2 separate regions of the Arachis hypogaea genome follow, and region 2 is linked to region 1. A link is a contact called in public Hi-C data. All regions are on one chromosome and are shown on one strand. The core of a region is the stretch at or near the end of the contact, and the rest is flanking DNA. Distances in the headings are between cores, read along the strand shown. Region 1 has its middle 10 kb from the start of LOC112797991. Region 2 holds the start of LOC112797994 (glucan endo-1,3-beta-D-glucosidase-like).

What was found. A called contact is a pair of places that touch in the nucleus more often than the background predicts.
Region 2: a contact with region 1 is called in a Hi-C map of leaf, with 2.0 times the contacts expected there. The contact joins the promoter of LOC112797994 here to the enhancer-like site in region 1. A contact is called at or near these places in 2 of 8 Hi-C or Micro-C datasets (both in leaf).

Annotation. Positions count from the first base shown.
Region 1 is chr4:125,652,206-125,656,133 of arahy.Tifrunner.gnm2.J5K5, forward strand. No RefSeq gene overlaps it. Among protein-coding and RNA genes, the nearest start is that of LOC112797991, 10 kb to the left of the region's middle. Within about 2 kb of position 2,541, at least 1 of the 3 cell types and tissues checked has open chromatin away from gene starts, as enhancers often do.
Region 2 is chr4:125,700,521-125,704,064 of arahy.Tifrunner.gnm2.J5K5, forward strand. It overlaps LOC112797994 (glucan endo-1,3-beta-D-glucosidase-like), which reads right to left and starts at 2,031. Exons shown (of 1, transcript XM_025841132.2): 1 at 1-2,031. The coding sequence starts at 2,031.

The sequences.
Region 1 (3,928 bases), core at 1,291-3,790:
TATGTTTTTATGCCCACATGGTCACCCTATTTTTACTATTGGATAAAAAAAATCTTTGTAATTGATAAGGGTATTGATCTATTCTTCTAACCATCAATTACAAATCAAAACTCAGTTTGTAAACTCTAAATTACGAGATCAAAACTCAGTTTGTAAACTCTAAATTACGAGAGTTTATTGGCTCATTTGAGAGTTTGACAACCTTAATTAAGATTTTGAACTTGCACGCATGACTTTGATTCAAAATTCTAAGACATTTCTTCAGAGGAGGGCAACAAAACTAACCCATAATAGGCTCACTGATTACAAAAAAGATGAGCATCCTTCCATATATAGAAAGGATTATAAACCATCAACAATAGATCATATACAAGGTTGTATTGAGTTAGTTATATATAGTTTGATTGAGTGACAAGATTGTGTATAGGCTTTTATATCTAGTTTTCTTCGTATCCAAATTTCGAGCATTGTTACATATAATCCAATTATTGTTAAACAATTCGATGAAATAGACAAAAAAAACTAATATCAAATAACATAAATTGCAACAAGTAATTAACTATCTCAACTTAATACTATTAAAACTAGATACAGCAAATTAGGGTATATAAATAACAAATAAATTATGGTTGATTGAGTTCATTGAGTTGAAGTCAATGTTCACTAGCGTTGTCCATAATTATCTTTCTCAATTCATTGTCTCAAAACTAAGTCTATGATAGTTGTGATTAGCACCTAATTTTCAGACATCTAAAAACAACAAACAAAAAAAGAAAAAACAAATTCAAAATCAAGAAGTCACAACAGAGCCCAATAAAAACAGTAAATAACAAGGTTTTACAAATTTTTTAAAACATATAAAAAATAAAATTATTGACATTGTCATCTTAAATGGTATCTTAGAATTGAATAAATATTCCGTATGCAATCAGCTTAGTGAAAATTGATCCTCTTAAACTCTTTTATTCATAACTTGATAAAACAATTTGTATTACTCTAATGGTTTTCATAAAAGATTTGAAGTCCACCAACTTGGTCTTGTAGGAGAATACCGAAGAAGCTAGAATTCCAATAGTACGATCAAGTTTAAAATGAAGCTCAAAGATAATGGTGATATACATCATAGCAGATACATGACTTAATTAAATTAGTCTAGTTTCTCTTACACTATTCTACACTCTAGTTGTTTATAATGAGATTGCAACTATCTAAAGGACAAATTCATTTTTGAGGTGTTAGATTGATGTTAAGATTTTAGATTGATCCATCGAACAATCCAACATAACTAACAAATGTTATTATTTTTGTCAGTACTTGATTAATAATAATTTATATCTATATTTATAGATGTTTTACACAAAAAAAAAATATAATTTACATATATTTATTAGAATTTTATACACATAAATCAATATAATTTTCACTTATATTTTTTTAGAGTTTACACATATAAATTAGTGAAATTTATTTGTTAAATATTTCTGATGATCCATCTTCGATTCAAAATGAATCTTACAGCATAAGTATAAATTTTTTTTTATCAAATAAATTGGACAACTCTCAAATTAAGTCTCAATTACAAATATAATTTTTTTTTGTCTCGAAATATAGTTTATTTTTAAACTACAGCTAATAATTATTTTTGGTAATAACTCCAGCTAATAATTTGGATGAAAACGTACTTAGTCCAATTTGTAGTTGGGCTTAAGCTGATACCTCTAAATAAATAATAGTCTCATAAAATAAGACTCTTAATAAAAGGTAATTGGTTTATGACAAAAACAAAAAGTGATTGGTTGACCCTCAAAAATAAATAAATATGAATATAAATGGTTAGAATCAAGATTGCCCGTTATTAATTGGGAAGAAAAATAGTAAACTCGATGTATTTATTACAACAGAAAACTACTTACTGAAATGGAAAAATCTAGGGCCAACAGTTTTATTGAATTTTGGCCAGCATGTAACTAGTAGAGAAAGGTGAGTCATTGGATGAAATTTCATACCAATCTCACACCATCAAATCATCATTGATGGCTAATTGATAACTAACAATCACAAAAATTGCTGACCCCTAGCATTGCTCTACTGAAATTTATTCAATTGTATTATTTCTTCTTTTTTGGTTTTTTTTTACATGACTATTTATATAATATTTCTATAATTAAGTATAGACACAGTACTTAAAAAGTACTCTTGTGTATATTTATTACTAAAAAAATACATTTTAATTTATTAGGATCATAAAATATGTCTTTTAAAACAAAAAAATTGATATAATTTTATATCATATATATATATATATATATATATATATATATATTACTAATAAAAAAACAAGTTGAAATAATTTATTTTCTAGCTAGCGAGTCCTAAAAGAAATCAATGGTTGTGAGCCACTCTTCCGAAATCCACAAGCTTCTTAGATCGACTGCAGCTAAACTACGCCGTCGAGATAAATCTAATTTCCTGGCCCCACCTCCCACGGATGCACCAGTTTCTTGAACTATTCCTCTATGGTTATGGATCAAGTGCTGGTTCGATTTTGTCCTAACCAATGGACTCAAACATAACCTCCAGTTAAACACTCTCTTCTCCGCCTGTAATGTTTGCGACCATCTGGTTCCGACCTTTTGGAGAGATTTTCTGAGAGATTTTCTTGCGGAAGACGACCGATTATGTTCGTCGATTTCGCTGTTGAAACCCTTTTATTCTCGATCAGATTATGTTCCTCTGTCTGTCGTGGAAGATCATTGATGACATAAACGATCTGAGACGTCGTTGTCAACGCCCGATTATGAGTTTTTCATCATGTTCGATTTCGTCCTAAATAGGATTTTAGAACCTTCCGAACTTCCTCTTCGGCGTTTTGCCGTCGCATTTCGTGACTCTAATTGGATTAGTTGTCCATTCACTCGCAAATTAATCATAGACTGATTCATCCAACTTGTTAACTTACCAATATTTTTGAAAATTCAGAAATAATAGACAGTGTCTACTTCCTCGATTAAGGCTGCACGTCGTTGAATGACTCGGACAACAAAAGAATTGAAGTGCATTAAAAATATATTGTCATCTTCATACGTCCCTCATCATGTCTCCATTTGTCTCTATTGTGACAGTCAAGAAAAATACTCGTCTCTATTGCGACCGTCAAGAAAAATCATGTATTTTATGAACGCGCAGGAAGCATATTGAAATAAACTGTCATCTTATTCGGGATGAGATCGTGCACCAACCTCTTTTCATCTTATGTTCCCACTCACAATTCAATTGGCCGACCTTTTTACTAAAATTCTTGATGCCAAAAAGTTTAAGACAATATTGATCAAAATGGACATTGAAGACTTGCATGCTCTACCTTGAGGGGATATTAATGGATAATTATTGATATAATATTTTTATAATTAAACATAGATACAATACTCAAAGAGTACTCTCGTGTATATTTATTATTATGATAGAAAATGATGCATTCTAATTTATTAAGATAGTAAATTATGTCGTTTAAAATAGAAAAAATTTGATATAATTTCATATTAAAAGATGTATATACATATATGTTCATGACTAATGAAAAAGTAGATCGAAACAACTTATTTTTTACAATATTACTCAAATCCCTTACTATTAAACCAAAACAGTTATTACTTAAAAAAAATAATTGTGAAATTATTTAAATAAATAAGTATTGATGTCTTTAAGCAAAAATAATGTTTTATTTTGTCTAAAATTCTTTTATTATATAAGAATTTCAACTAACCTGATTAATATAATTTCCATACACAAGGATACTTTGATTATATATATTGATTATTGCTTCATATTGATTATGTGAGGTAACATATATGATACAGGAATGATATGAAACAAAAACATTTTCAGTAAAACATGCAATTCTTTTTCAGGTTTTGTCCTATGTTTTTGG
Region 2 (3,544 bases), core at 781-3,280, 48 kb after region 1:
CAGATTAGTAAATGAATTCCCATCATCAAAACCCTTCAAGCTTCTAATCTTCTTCAAAGCACTTTCATTATCATAAACTCCTTCCAATGCATACACAAATCCCTTCCACCCTTCTCCAACACCTTCTCTATCCAAAGCAGGCATTGTCCACTCCACAACCTCCTTCACAAAACTCTCGTTAGAAAATAAGAATTCAGAAACAGGTGTCAATGGTAAAAGCTGAATCCCAAGCCTACACTCTTTCCACACAGGAGGTGCAAACCATAATCCACTGTCCCTCTTATTAGACCATAGAACCCCAATTAACTTATTCTCTTTTACAAAATCTTCTTCATACATATTACTATCTCCTCCATTCACGTGCCACCACATTTTAGCTGCATGAATTTCCAATGCTGTAAGAGTTGATCCTAATGAAACAAGTTCTGTATCATTATATGCCAAACCCAACAATGCTGCTGAATAGTATGCGTTTATAGCTTCACTTGTGCTCTCTTGATTCCTTCCGTCCGCGAATTCGGTTAGTCCTCCGGCCCAAGAATGCAATTTGTAAAGATCAAAACACCTTAGACGTGTGTAATGATAATGATGATTCAAAGTTGAATGATAATGTTCTGTTTTTCCTCCTCCTAAGTTCATAAAATCTGACATAAGTGAATAGGCTTGTGGCTTGTACTTCTTACCCCATTTTGGATTAATCTTTGCAAGCACTCCAATTCCATAGAGAAAGTATCCCAAATGATAATGGTGATCATTGTAAACTCCAAAACCAAAATCAGCACCTGAATCAGTAGAACCTTGTTTGGTAATAATTCCACCCCATTTCTCATCATATAGAAATCCATTCCCATTGAAAGTTCCATCTAGCCATGGAGTAATGGTTTCATTCAAGAACTTCTTAACCACAGGAATCACATCAAGAAAATCAACTTCTTCAGCTATCAAAGCCAACCTTGCTGCCCTTGCTATCAATTTCCCATAAAAGTAAGATGAAGTTGTTGTTATTGCAGAAGAATCTAGATCCTCAACATCTTTAGAAAGAGCTGATTTGATTTCATCATAGGATTCTTCTTTGACACCTCTGTTTGAATGCCAATTCACAGAAACAGGATCAGTTTTCAATAACCATGAATCTCCAATAACACCAACAAGGTCCCCATCAATGCTTCTATACTTGAAATCATCAAGAATGGTAACATTATTGTGAGAATCATCATCACTCTTAGACAAAAGTAGAAGATGAAGAGGGTGTGCTAACATTAACAAATCACCATCACCTTTCTTCTCCCAATTATATTCAACACTAGATGAATCCGTGTTAAGTGCAACATCACCAGACACCGGATAACAAGAACTGAACCTGTCAAGAATTTCCTCATACTTATTAGAACTTGAATCATCAGGCAACACTGCTATCCGAATTACACCAGAAAACTCATCAGAAATAATCTGAGAGAGGGTGTGACTAAATTTGATTGGCGAAGATGCGTATATAAGCCAGGTTTGGCCATTGTTAAGCTTAATGGTATACTTAGTAAGAGAATCATTGGAAGAAAACGAAAGTATGGCATGGATGGTTTTTATGGAAAGCAGTTTATGATGAGTTATAGAAACAGTGACATAAGGGCTTCCCCTGACAAGAAAGAATCTAAGATTGTTAGAAGGAATATCCAAAGTTACACTGAGATCACTGTAGGAAGAGATAACATGCTTGTTATTGTTGTTATTATTGTGATGTTCAGAGGTAGATATGGTGAGATCAGCAATGAAGACTTGGTATATGAAAGCTGAGGTGAAGAAGCGAGATGGGAAGGAGATAGAAAGAGAAGAGGATGATGATTTGATGAGGTAAGGGTGGATGTATTCAGGTTGGTCGCCATTTTTGAGAGCAAAGTTTTGGAAGAAAGAGTTTGTAGGCAATGGAGAAGAGGTAAGGTTTGAGGAGAAGAAGGTGGAAGGATCAGGGAGGACTGTGGAATGAGTTTGAGGGAAGAGGAAGGAAGCTGCATTATGTGGGTGTTGCAGAGACATTGTTGCCGCTTATGATGCTGTGACAATGGTAATGCCATTTGAAATGGTTTTATAGTTTCTTTGATAATGGAAGTTAAGAGATACTATTCTATTGGAATACTATAAATGGTGGAGTGTATCTCAAGTTTTAGTTGAGTTTTGAAAGAAAAATTAAGAGTTTGTTGAGACAACTCCAAATTCTAAACTCTACTTTTGCTTTTTTTTATTAGACTTCTCGAGTTAGATTAGTCAAATATTTTTATAATGATTTTCGAATGTCTCAAAAAATTAATAAATAAGAAAGGTTAGAAGCCATTAGAATTTGTTATTTTAATATTTGTATTATTATTTAGTTATAAATTCAATTCCTATAATATAATTTTTTTAGTCTAATAATCCAACAACATATTTTATTTAATATAGATGCATATTGGATTCAATTTAGTAATTAAAAAAATTAAAAAATATTCTTATAAAATTTCATATATTTATTTTATTTTATTTTTTTAAAAATGGGCTTATAAAAGGTATAAGATATTCATGGCATCATAAGTACTTTAAATTTCAGTAAGAATTTAATTATTTTATATTCTAAAAACATATTTTAGTAGTATAATAATATAAATTTTTTAAGATATTCTTAAATGATAATTATTAACATAAAGTTATCTTATGTAAGCTCAAAAAGAATCAAGCCGATTCGTGATTTAGTTTAAATTCAATTTGTTAACATCTAAATACATTGAACTCATGAGTTTGTGAGATAAACTTAATTCTAAATTTGAGTTCATATATTAAATGAGTCGAGATTAAACTTAGCTAAACTGAGTTCGTTAGCTCGTAAATTGACTCAATTATATATATTACTTATTATTTATATTAATAATATATTATGAATTTTATACTTTTAATTTATAGTAATATTATATAATTTTACATATACATATAATTTTCACATATAATTAAGATAGAGAATATAAATTATAAGAATAATGTTAGTATGATTATGTTATGGTTACTGCATGAATATGGTATTTTAAAAAGTGTTCTTTAAATTAAAATAATATTTTTTTATTGTTAAAGAACACTTTTTAAAAAACGTTCTTTAAAAAAATTACTAAAATATTTAAAAAAAACTTTAATTTTAACAACACTTGTATAATCTGTAACAATAGTATGATAATTATATTAAAATGCACCAAATTATGTGATCAAATAAGTTATCTGTTTAGTTAGTTTTAACAAAAAAAATGAGGCTTTTTATAAAAATTAAAAAAGAAAAAGATATTTTTGACAGTTTAAATTTGACTAAGAATTTATTAATTATTTCATATTCTAAAAGCATATTTTAGTAGTATAATAATATGGAATTTGTAAGATACTTTTAGAAAGTAACTATTTATATAAAATTACTTTCATATAAAAATAATAAATAAAAATTTAGCTAAACATATAAAATTATTTAATAATTTTTAATTATTATTTTCGTAAAAAATTAAATGAAATACATGTTAACAAAAACCTTTCATCAAAT